Linked DNA regions of Sus scrofa: region 1 is linked to region 2. A link is a contact called in public promoter capture Hi-C data. All regions are on one chromosome and are shown on one strand. The core of a region is the stretch at or near the end of the contact, and the rest is flanking DNA. Distances in the headings are between cores, read along the strand shown. Region 1 holds the start of TMEM87A (transmembrane protein 87A). Region 2 holds the start of TTBK2 (tau-tubulin kinase 2).

What was found. Promoter capture Hi-C pulls out the DNA fragments that hold promoters and counts their contacts.
Region 1: a promoter capture Hi-C map of liver shows a contact between it and region 2, with 2.3 times the contacts expected there. The contact joins the promoter of TMEM87A here to the promoter of TTBK2 in region 2. A contact is called at or near these places in 1 of 5 promoter capture datasets (liver) and 2 of 47 Hi-C or Micro-C datasets (embryonic fibroblasts and heart right ventricle).

Annotation. Positions count from the first base shown.
Region 1 is chr1:129,094,018-129,100,554 of Sscrofa11.1, reverse strand. It overlaps TMEM87A (transmembrane protein 87A), which reads right to left and starts at 2,167. Exons shown (of 20, transcript XM_005659710.3): 1 at 1,921-2,167; 2 at 594-654. The coding sequence starts at 2,079. It overlaps GANC (neutral alpha-glucosidase C), which reads left to right and starts at 2,242. Exons shown (of 25, transcript XR_002345333.1): 1 at 2,242-3,156; 2 at 4,635-4,697; 3 at 6,434-6,537.
Region 2 is chr1:128,485,056-128,491,457 of Sscrofa11.1, reverse strand. It overlaps TTBK2 (tau-tubulin kinase 2), which reads right to left and starts at 1,772. Exons shown (of 15, transcript XM_003353383.5): 1 at 1,380-1,772.

The DNA.
Region 1 (6,537 bases), core at 918-3,417, 610 kb before region 2:
AAATAAAATAAAGCCAGTTGCAGAAATAAAATACAGCTTTCCTTTAATACACAATGGGGTATTTTGGATTCAGATACATGGTTTTCCCACTGGACAGACTTGTTTTGTTCTACATAATCTCTATTTCCTGGTTATTATCTTTGAGCTTCCTCTTCCAAAGATCCAAGTAGTACAATACTCCTTCTGCAAACAAAAGCTTTACTGAACATATTTGTTCAGAGCCAATGGTCTGCAAACCTAGATCATGTGTCCAGTAAACATCTAACATGCACACAAAAGCAAAATCAGTGGTTCTTTCTCTGACTCAGGACAGATTAAAACACCATGCAGGCAATCAACCAACACAATCTGTCTAACTATATACTGTAAACACCAGAAAAACAAGAGAAGAAAATAAAGTTCACACAACTAAGTATTCTGAAGATTATTCAGTGAAAGGATCTTAGTTATACCACATATGTTTATTCTTAGACAGTGCTGGACTATTAAACTTCAGAACTTATGTTGCTCATCAGAGGTAGAAAACAGGTAATTTAAAAGTTTGAAGACCACTCAAAAACTCAATAAAACTTCATGAAATGCAAAAAACTCACATTTCAGGAAGATAGTAGTATTTTTGAAGAGGATCTTTCCAAAACTAAAATAATTTTTCCCCTGCAAAGATAAAGAAGAGAAAGGATAATTAGCATCAAATCACTTTAATCCCCAAAGCAGCATGCAACTGGTATAAAAACCTAAATTTATAAAATGTTCAAGTTAGTTTTCTTAACACACATACAAAAAATGCATAAATATCCTTCCTTTTAGTAAAATTCAACCATATCCAATCTGCAGGATTTTGAAGCTTGGTGCGGAGACATGATTTTTTTTCCACAGGCCATGAAGCAAGGACTCTGGAAGGAAGGCTCCTACAAATCCTCAGATAACTTAAATCTTCATGGAAGGTACTCTTTAATCGGTTCACTCCTTTTACTCACTGATCATTGTCTAGAATAACCAATCATTTCTTCAAACAAACTATTCTATGAGCAGATGGCCAAATTCAACTATCAACCATTATACAAGTAACAGTACCTAAAACCGAGAACCTGAAGATCTTCACCAACTGAACAAAAGCTATAATTCCTGCCATATCAAAAGCTCAAATAAGATTTGGGCATTACAACCAGTGAGCAGAGCAGAACAAAAAAGACTACTGTGATTTTAATAAGACTAATGACTTCTGGCATTTCCTGCCAGCTTGTGATTTATCAGCTCACAGGACTATAGCTCTTACTCAAAGGAGGTTTTAAAAGGGCCGAGGGTCAACCTATCTAGTTAATTTGTCCAGAAGAAAAACTAACTTCTCACAATAAATTTTAGAATACTGTTTCTTCCGTTTTGTCCACTCTCAAATTAGACTACATTTCAAATGCTTAGGCTTCCTAATCACATGGCAAAGCTTAGAATAACTATTTCAAAGTCCAAACGAAATCAAACAGCTTCACAAGTAGAATCATCTAGTAGCCAAAAAATGAAGAGGAAGAAAAAAAAAGATGTCTATTTACATATCCCTCTCATTCAACCCGGAGTCATAAGATTCTGCGAAAGTTCAGCTGAAAAGAAAAACCACTTTCCACATATACATCAAGTTTACATGCCTCCAGTCAAAGAAAGTTCTCTGACTCTGCTGATAAAGAACCGCTCCATCACCACTCTCCGTTTCGGAAACGACCCTGGCATTACTGCTAATCTACCCACAGAAGTGTGCGGCTTTCCACTCCAGGTAGGTGAGTCCACGTTAACCAAGGACACAAACGCTCCCGGCAGTCCCACCCCTTTGGAAGCGTACTTTGGCGGAACCTTCCTGGACCCCATGGGCCGCCGTAGCCCCACCCCCTTACTCTTCCAGGCTCAGTTTCTCCTTAAGTGAACACTCACCAACGATATCGGTATGCGCCACTTGGATCGGTCGGCAGCTGCCACGGATGCCGGTCCTACACCGAAATGTGACAGTGGGGACGTGGGAGCCCCCAGAAGAAGAAGAAGAATGACAGGCAACACCTGAAGCCACGCAGCCGACGCCATCTTCACAGCCATGGAGTGCCTACCCAAAGTATTTCACCTTCTTCCGGTTCGTCCCGCCCTCTTCCGGCTCCCCTCTGGGGGCGGGATCATCCGGGTCCTCAAAACCGCAGGGGGCGTGTTTGTTTTGCGACTCAGCAGCCCCTCCTTCAGGCATACGTCACGGCCTGGTGTGAGGCTTTGTACCTACTGCGCAGGCGTCATCTTGTTGTAACCTAGTCACCTTGGAGCGCTAGGTTCATCGCCAAAAGCCATCGCCGAGTCTCTCGACTCCTCTACCTTAAGGGTTTGGGGACCAGACAAGAACCCCGTGGGGCGTTTGGCTCTCTCCTCCTCCTGTTGGCCCCTGTCCCTCATTCCTTCTGAGTCCGAGTCAAATGCCGGGGCCAGGAGTCTAGGAAAGCCGTAAGTCTGGCTGCCTACTTAAAGTCTAGTATTGAGTTCTAGGTTTCCGGAGGTATTTAAGCAAAAACTGGAATTTAGCCGGGGTGGAGTATAAGCGATTCCTAAACTGGACGGTGTAACAGATAACTCCTTTTAAAAAACCCCTTCTGGCCCTTAAGTCTGTGATGTAGATGTTGGCCGGCGCACATCAACTTAGAGCAGCCACCCGGCCGGCACTTCCTACTCACAGCTAAAACCGGGAGAGAGTGGGTCAGTTTTCAGTATCTTTGGCGTGACCGTCACTGAGAAAGATCTGCAGAAGCTTCGCCCAAGTCACGCAGACCGTCTTGGTACTTCCTGGTTCTCAGTCTCAGGGTTTTCATCCTCTGGGTCTGAGTTCACGCCCCCTCTGTTGCAGAAACCTTTTCGGTTCCTAATGAAGGTAGTTCCTGACCAGCCACTCAAAACCAAGAAAACTTTGCCCCCAAAAAACTAGTAGAAAGACTAGTTTGGGCGTGGAAATCCCAGGAGCAGGTGTCAATTTGTCACTCCTTGAGAACCTGGAGCCCCAGAAACTTGACGGTGGTAAAGCGCTGGTGGTTATTTAGAAAGACAATCTAAGAGACCGCCTGGGGCCTTTGCCTGAGAGCTGGGAGCCTGGTGAAGTGACTGGGAAGCCATGGAAGCAGCTGGCAAAGAGGAAATCAGGTAAAATCCCAGTAGTCCAGCAGGAACTGACTCCAGGGCCCACGGAGGCAGGCAGAACCTGGAAACAACATTCTGGCTTTGAAGATTTTATTGACTTTGATTGCGCTTGTTTGCACGTTTGGTATTTGTACATTAAATTTATATCTTTTCAATTCTCCAGAGAATTAGGTGATATTAATAGCCCCGCATGAAGTATTTTCAAGATAGTTAACAAAACTGGAAGAATTGTTATCAGAACTCTTAACACATGAATTTCAAGCATGTTGCTTTCCAAATTCCGCTGTATACACCTCTTCCTGAAGCATTCCAGAGTATATTCTTCAAAGCTGGAAAGAATGCTAATTTCTCTAATCTTTGCACACTTGATCCAAAGAAACAGTGACAAAGACTCAGTGAAGGATTTGATTACTGCCATGATAAACCATGTCCAAGTGTGTTTGTCTGAGCTTGTTTTCATAATATTTTGAAATAGTATTCAGTTATAGCTTCCTACGTAATCATGGTCATACTGACTACAGATGTATTCACTGTGTCTCATGCATGAAAGTCAATGTGGGTTTTTTTTTTTTCATTATAGCCTGTAGTTGTTTTATTTTTTTGTCTTTTTGCCATTTCTTGGGCTGCTCCTGCGGCATGGAGGTTCCCAGGCTAGGGGTCTAATCCGAGCTGTAGCCGTTGGCCTACGCCAGAGCCACAGCAGCGTGGGATCGGAGTGGATCCTTAACCCACTGAGCAAGACCAGGGATTGAACCCGCAACCTCATGGTTCCCAGTCGGATTCGTTAACCACTGCGCCACAACAGGAACTCTGCCTGTTGTTTTAATCAGTATATATTAAATACATATACTCAAGTAGCAATATACATACATCTTGATCATGTTCTCTTCAGAAACAGCTTTTCTGGAAACTTGATTTTAAAAAACATTGGCCCCTAGATTGTCAGCATCATCTTAAAAGCAAAGGATTTTCCTTCTCCATTGGTTTCTATCCTTATTCTAGCACCTTGCACATACCTCATTATAGCATCTGTCAGGTTGATTTGTGATGTCAGGCTCCCAAAGAAAGCTTGAACACAGTCCTTGTGTTATTATGGCCCTAACGCATTTTTACAACACAGTGGTTTATGTGCCATGTTTAACTAGAATTAAAGAAGGTGCAGGAGTTCCTCTCGTGGCTCAGCAGAAACAAATCTGACAGTATACATGAGGACACGGGTTCGATCCCTGGCCTCAGTGGGTTAAGGATCTGGCTTTGCTGTGAGCGGTGGTGCAGGTTGCAGATGTGGCTCTGACATAGGCCAGCGGCTACAGCTCAGCTCTGATTCGACCCCTAGTCTGGGAACCTCCATAAGCTGTGGGTGTGGCCCTAAAAAGACAAAAATAAATGAATAAAACAATAAAAAAATAAAGACAGTACAAAAATTGGATTCACAAACCCCATGTAAAATAGGTTTCATAAAATATGGGGTTTTTTTTTAGTGTTGAAGATGAAGCTGTGGATAAAAACATTTTCAAAGACTGCAGCAAGATTGCTTTCTACAGGTAAGGAGAGGAAATGTATGACCTAAGTAAAAGAGTTCTGAAAATATTTCAAAACTGATGTTTATTAAATTTTTGAGAATAGGCTTTCTGAAGAAAGAGTCAACTAGGAAACTCAGTATTAAGGAGTTTATCGGATAGAAGACATTCACCTATACTACTTTAATGTGCTGTTGTATTTTATTATGTTCTTATTAATTATAATTAATTATATAATTATACATTATCATTAAAATTACTATATTAATAAACAGGTATTTTATTTTCAAAGTCAAAGCTTTTTTAAAGTAGTGTTAAAATTTTGAATCTTTGAATAGGTAATACTTTTACACGGTTCAAAAATCAAATAATATAAAAAGATACACATTGAAAAGTGTTACTGTCATTCCTGCCCCCTTCCACCCCATTCCAAATCTTTCCCTGTAAGTAACCAGATTTATTCATTTCTTATTTATCCTTCCAATATTTCTCTTTGTGGATGCATATATTCTTTTTTTTTTTTTTTTTTTTTGTCTTTTTAAGGCCACACCTGTGGCATATGGAGGTTCGCAGACTAGAGATGGAATTGGAGCTGTATCTTCTGGCCTATGGCACAGCCACTGCAACTCAGGATCTGAGCCACGTCTGCAATCTACACCACACCTACTAAGCAAGGCTAGGGATCAAACCTGCGTCCTCAAGGATGCTAGTCAGATTCATTTCTGCTGAGCCACAATGGGAACGCCAATGCATATATTCTTATATCACTGCCATTCTTATGCCAAGTAACTTTCAGTAGACACTCTTGTATAGGTCTTTTTTTTCTGCTTCATAATTATTCTGAAGCCCTCTACATGAGTATATGGATTGTCCTCCTTTTAGAGCTCTATAGTATTCCATTGGGTGGATTTTAGAATTTATTTATAAATTCTAAAATTTATTCAGTCTCTCGTCAGTTGCTATATGCTTGTATCTTTTTAAGATGTTTCTTTTTTTCCATTATAGTTGATTTACTAGACCCTTCGATTGTTTTCAGTCTTTGCTATAATGTCACTGCCACAGTGAAAAGCTAGGCATATGTCATTTTGTACACATGCAGGTATATTTTTAGGGTGAATTTCCAGGAGTGGGACTACTAGGTCAAAGAGTAAATGTATTTGAAATTTTAACTATTACCCGATATCCTTCCATAGAGATTGTGTCATTTTGCACACCCATCACCACTATAGGATTGCCTGTTTCCCCAGAGCCTCAAAAAATATTTCTTTAAAATCTTTTTTTTTTTTTGACTGTCTGCCTTTATGTGATCCTGAAACCGAAATCCCCAAAAGTTATACAATTTTCTACTTTATTCACACTATATAAATGAAGAAAATCGTATCATTTTAATTATGAACATGTACCTTAGAGGGAATTTTATAGTGAACTTCTGGTCACCTTGTCAAACCACTAAATTATGTTGGATAGCCACTAGAATTTAGAGAACTTCTATTACAGTGTACATTTCGTGGGAAGAGGGACGGAAGTCAACAAGCTAATAAATGTCAGCTATGAAAACTGCCCCACCTTCTCAATAAAGGGGACAAAGTACCATCCTTGAGCAGTATTATGTTGAACAGTTTCATTAGTATTCTTCTTTTTTTATTAAGACTCTTATTAATTTTGTTAGCACTCTAAAGTACTCCTGTTAGTGCTTTATTGAAGTACTAATACTGTCTGCCGAACTCACTATCAAAGTCACTTTTAATGACTTCCATAAGAATATATAGTCCTTTGGAGGCTGACAATCACCAGTGGTTCTCAGACATCTGTATACTCCGTATCTGTAGACGTCAGAAACAGCAGCTCTCCAAGAAGTCTACCT
Region 2 (6,402 bases), core at 523-3,022:
CTAAAACTGAAAGAATAAAAAGTATTTCCTAACATTCTAGCTAAACTTTCCTTCATAATCATGCTTGTGCCTTGATAAAAATGTACCACATAGGAAAACATAAGCTTCTATACAGATTCCTTTCAATATGTTTTCAATTTCAAAAGATCACAATATGTAATCCAAGTCCACACACCTGTTATTTGAAAAAATTTTAGTTAAGATGAATTCTTCAAGATTAGTCATATAAGTAATATTTGTTCTCAATACTGCTTTATTTAAAAAAGAACTATACAGTGTTCAGATTTAAAATCAATCTCCCATCACCCTTTCTACCCAAATGAACGTTACTCTATTATATTTAGCCAAAAGAATATAGTAAACACATCTTTGTGGCCCATCATGACAAATCAGTGTTAGAAACCAATGCAACTGTTATTAATGGCTCAGAACCAAACACTGTAACAAAAACACACTGAGTGGATACTCCGTGTGTACATGTGCCCATTCATAATAATGCAAACCTCATACATGCATTAAAAAACTTGCTTTCTATTTAATACCAAAACATCTTTACATGAACACAAATTATAACAACATTGCCCTTTTTGATGTTCAAAGAACAATTTCTAAAGCAAGGGATGAGAAGAGTTAATGCCGGATTGCTGCCACCTACCAACTTTAATTCAAAGCAAAGTACAACTCAATGTCATTTTTACCTTCTAACGCAGCCACGACTCAAATAAAATTAAGTTCACTGTGGATAAAGTATCCTGGATTCCCAATGGATTATTTACTTCGGATGTGCAGGTAAATACGTGTGGACTCTCGTCCCTCCCACAGCATCCCGGAGTGTCAACATCATCTTAGTCAAAGCCAACGACGAGCAAATCCTTCTACCTTGCACCCTAAGTACCAGAAAGTCAGGGCCTCCATTGCCGTTACTACACAACAGATTCTACAGTCCCATGCCCTCTTCTATCGCATTTGGGGGAGCCGGATGGGAAAGAACCGCTCAGGATATGCTGAGAATCCTGGATTTAGTCCTGGTACCAGACTCAACATGAATACAAGTGGTATGTGGGTCACCCACAGAAAAAGAAATAGAACGAAGCTTTGTGACCCTCGAAGTTCAGTGAAGACACCAAAAGCTTCTGGGGATACGAGGCACAACCCTTTGGGGAAACCGAGGAGAAGCAGGCGATCTCCGAGTTGGAGTGACTAGGTCTGGCACAAACCCAGGGAGTCTGCGACCCGGGAGTCTCTGGTACCCCTTCCCTCCACACCTGGGTCGGTCATTGGGCTAGGGGTGCGGCCGCAGGAGGGGGTTAGGAGTAGGGGAGGGCAGGGTGCGGAGCTCCCCCAGCTGCGCCCAGGGGGTCCGGGGGGGTGTGTCCTACCTGGGCCGTGGCAAACGCAGCGATTCGGGCGGAGGGTTCCGGTCCAGCTCAGGGCCGGGACCCGCAGGAGTCAACCCACAGCAGGCGGGACTGCCGCCGCCTGCCCATCCCCCGCCGACGACTGCGGCGGGACCCAGCGCGGCTTCGAGGGCCGGCCGGCCGAGTAGTCCCCTCGGGTACCGTCCGCGTTTACTGGCGGCGGCGGCGGCTGCTGCAGTTACTGCTGCTGCTGGCGGCCCTCAGCCGCTGCTCTAGTTTCAGCCCCTGCTTCTCCTCTTGCCGCCACCGCCGCCGCCTGGTCCCTACCGCTCCCATCGCCGCTGCGGCGACTACTGCAGCGCCCGCTGACCCGACCCGACGTTATTCTCCCCCGTCGCAACCTAGCACAGCCTAGCCCACCTGCCCTGCCAGTGCGCACGCCCACCTCTCCGCCACAGGTGCTGATTGGAGAACGCGTCCCGAGTCCGCCACATCGGTTGGCTGGTCCCATTGCCTATCACGAAAGGGGCGGAGAGTCAGGCAAAGAACATCTCCGCCCCCACCGGAGAATTGCCGCTATCTTCAGGTTTGCCTGAGAGGGCGAGTTACCGGGAAAGGAGCATCACAATGGAAGCGCGCGTGCGCGAGGGGATTCTGGACCTCGTAGTTCCAGCCTCAACGTCAACTGCCTGCCGGCCCAGAGAGGAGAAGTGGGCTTCTGGGACTAGTTGGCTCACAGTGGGGTCTTCCTAGCTCAACAGTTATCTTGGTTATATAGTGATGGTTGTGACGCCAGGGTTGGCCTTTTCTGAAGAAAATCGAAAATGCTTTCTCACCATACGAATTTCCACAAGCTGAGCTGAGGCATTGGGTCATGAAGAAGGGCCCCAAGTCGTGAGGCCCTGCCGTGCCACCTCCTGGCATGAACCAGCGCTGCCAGGATCTGGCAAATTGGCGTCTTCCCCAGAACAACCTAACATAAAGCTAATCACCGATGAGTGCTGGGAAAAGCCTAAAACTGTAAGCAAGGAGACAGAAACCTCCGGAAAGGAATATTAGCCTGGAGCCCGGCGTATCCTTAGGGTTTCCACAACTGTAGCGAACAAGATTTCATTCCCTTTTTGAAACATCACCACTGAAGGGTTCAGTGAGCAGCCCTGGGAGGTGCAGTATATGATTCTAAGCAAGAGAATGTGGGAGTCCGTAGAAGGCTTTCCAAAAAAAAAGGGAGGGGGGCGGAGCATTGAGGCTGTGTGGGATAATTTGTATTCGGTGTTGATGTATCAAGCTGTTTGGTAAAGAGGCAACCTTACGATTAAACCCCTCTCCCATCCTTACCCACCAACTTACAGAAGAAAAAAACTCCAAGAAGTTTAACAGCTTTCCTGGATCTACAAAACTATTTAGTGGCAGAACCAAAAACGTGCGTATCTTAAACGTCCCTTGTCCTATGCTTTTTTTTACTCAATAATCACAGTGACTCCCAGGAGTCTGCCATGGACTGAAAGATTGTGATGCATTACAACCTTCATTTGACTTTAAATCTTTTTCTTCACTCAAGTGACATCATGATTAAAGCTAATTAAGAATGTAGAAAGGTTAAATATGAATCCTATATTCAATCTCATAACTATTATTGAATCTGTTTCTTCTTGTTCGGGAAATGCCAGAGCCTCTTGACATTATTCGAAAAACAGCAGTCTGTCTTGACTAGATTCTTGGATAAAAAGCAGGACAAAATGTACATTAAAGGCAATTGATGATGCAGCTCATCTGTTCTATTCAAACTTAAAGAAGTTGCCAAATTGTTTTTGTTCCACTGATTAAAACCACAAGTTGCTTTTTGCATTACTTTGTCTAACAGAGTATAGTTCACTTCAGAGTACAGGCAGGGCAACTAATTTAAATCCGAAAGGATTAGTGTTTCTGTAAATACTTTAAAGTCAAAGAAATTTATAGGGGAAAAAATTTCAGATTCATTGAAATTATGCCTAGCACTAAGTGCCAACAGCATATGGAAGTTCCTGGGCGAAGGATTGAATCCAACCCACAGCTGCAATCTATGCAGATCCCCTAATCCACTGCTTCTGCCCTGTGCTGGGGATCAAACCTCTGCTTCCACAAGGACCCTCTGCAGTCAGATTCTTGACCCACTGTGCCACAAGAGGAACTCCCTGTATATCTCAATAAAGTTGTTTTTAAAAACTCTGCACAATCTTTTGAAAGATGAAACTCACAGTGGACTGGTGCTCAAGTGTTTCCACAACCGAGCAAACAGTCCTGTTTTTTTAATTTTTCATCAGTCTAACCAGTTTATTTTAAAATGTTACTTAATCCACTAAACAAAAAATATTTAGGGCCAATTAATGGCAACCACTTTGCTATGTACTTCGAAAACAAATATGAATAAACTCATTCTGTCTTGGAATTTCACAATGGGAGTTCCTGTTGTGGCTCAGCTGTAACGGAATCCAACTAGTATTCATGAGAATATGGGTACCATCCCTGGCCTCACTCAGTAGGTTAAGTATCTGGCATTACCTTCAGCTAGAGGGTAGGTTGCAGACATGGCTTGGATCCCGTGTTGCTGGGGCTGTGGTGTAGGCTGGGAGCTGCAGCTCCAGCTTCAATTCAACCCCTAGCCTGGGAAACTTCATATGCTGCAGGTGTGGCCCTGGGAAAAAAAAAAAAGCAAAAAAATTCGCAATGAATTAGCAAACATGCAAATCCTATTACAATGCATTGCAGTAACTGCTGTAATAGAGGTATATTATGTAGGATATATAGATGCTCTAGAACAGGGGACAGTAAACGAACTGTAGCATGCAGGCCAAAAATGGGGGGGGGGTCCTCTAAGAGCTCTTTAAGCCTGTATCAGCAGCATTCTGAAGTACATTCACAGCAAATATATTAACTACCTCAAGTGTTTATATTTTTGAAAACTCCATCCTTAATTTTACTGTGAAAGGCTTTAGAGTCTGTTGTTTTAATCTGTTGAATATCAATTTGTGTTTGATGAATATTAATTGTCCATAATATCAGGGATGATTGACACTTAATAGAACTAGTAAAGCTATAGAAGAAACTAAAAGTTAACTTGCATTTACAAAAGTAATTATAATTACAGCTACTTTTTTTTTTTTTTGTCTTTTTGCCTTTTCTAGGGCCGCTCCCGCAGCATATGGGCGTTCCCAGGCTAGGGGTCCAATCAGAGCTGTAGCTGCCAGCCTACTCCAGAGCCACAGCCGCTCAGGATCAGAGCCTCGTCTGCAACCTACAGCACAGCTCACAGCAACCCTGGATCCTTAACCCACTGAGCAAGGCCAGGGATTGAACCCGCAACCTCATGGTTCCTAGTTGGATTCATTAACCACTGAGCCACAATGGGAACTCCCTACAGTTACTTCTTGATCTACTTCCTATTTATGCCTAACTTTTATGAAATACAAAACGACTATACCATTAAATGTTAAGTTATAAAAGTTAAGTTTTATTCTACTAGAACAGTAGTAGCGTTCAGTCTTTTCGGTTTTCTTTTTGTTGCAAGGTCATCCATTAACAAAGCATCATTTGATACAATTTTCAGAAAGTGGTGAGGTGATGTTGTGTTTCCTGATGTGTGTCTGTGACAGCCTGGAAAAAGTTCAGTGACTTTAAATCTGGTTCAGCTATTAGTTGCTCCAAACCCTGGATGTCTGTGCAAGGGAGAATAATTTACTGGCAATGCTAATAGCGCACCCTAGTGATCACAGTATTCCACTGACAGCAATAGTGAAATAAAACAGAATGCTCTCTTCTATTTTGCTTTTTGTTTTTTGTTTTTGTTGTTGTTGTTTTGTTTTTTCTGTTTTAGGGCCACACCTGTGGTATAAGGAAGTTCCCAGGCTAGGGGTCAAATTGGAGCTGCATCTGCCGGCCTGTGCCACAGCTACAGCAACACTCGATCCTTAACCCATTGAGTGAGACCAGGGATCATAGCCACATCCTCATGGATACTAGTTGGATTCTTTTCCACTGCGCGCCACAACATGAACTCTCTACTTTGTCTTATTAATAAATACAAACTATCTGGTGACTAGGAATTTTTAGGTGCTGTATGAGATGGAGGATTAAAGAAATATAAGCTACGAGGCTACTTTGAATTATAGTTTTTGTGTATATGTCTTATTTCTTTCCATAAGCTCTAGAGGGATTACTTTTTATATTGTGCATTTTCCATACTTCACTCTGTAAATATTTATTAAATACACTAGTGGATGCAAAAAGTTAAATACTAGTAAATATACAAAAATACAAGTGCTCTCATACTTTTAATTAACTTTTTCCCTTTATTATTATTATTATTATTTTGTTTTTTTGGCCACATTTACAGTATGTGAAAGTTCTTGGGCCAGAGACCGAAATCATGACACAGCAGTGACCCAAGCCACTGCAGTGACAACACCAGATGCTTAATCCACTGCACCACAGGAGAAGAACTCTGGGCTTGCCTTTTTCTTTTCTTTTTTCTTGTTATACAGCCTCACCTTTGGCATATGGAAGTTTCCAGGCTAGGGGTCAAATCAGAGCTACAGATGCTGGCCTACACCACAGCCACAGCAACACCAGATCCAAACCACATCTGCAACCTAAAACACAGCTTGTGGCAACAATAGATCCTTAACCCACACAGTGAGGCCAGGGATCAAACCCACATCCTCACAGATACTAGTCTGGTTCTTAACCTGCTGAGCCACAATGGGAACTCCCGGGCTTGCCTTTTTCTGCATCTTCTGTATTAAGATCATTATGTTATATATTATATACTGTGACAATATACAGAATTAATTCAAAGAGCAATTAATTCAAGCAAATAATTTCAGCGAGGAGACTACTGCAACTGTTCTGGCAAAGGTGTAAGAAAGACCTATGATGGGGCAGCAATAGTGCAGGGAGCATTATTTTAAGCAACAATTGATGAGACTTAGCAAGTGATTTACTGCAGATGGAAAAGAAAATAACTTTAAAAAGGCCAAACTGCATGACCTGGAAAATGGTAGTAACT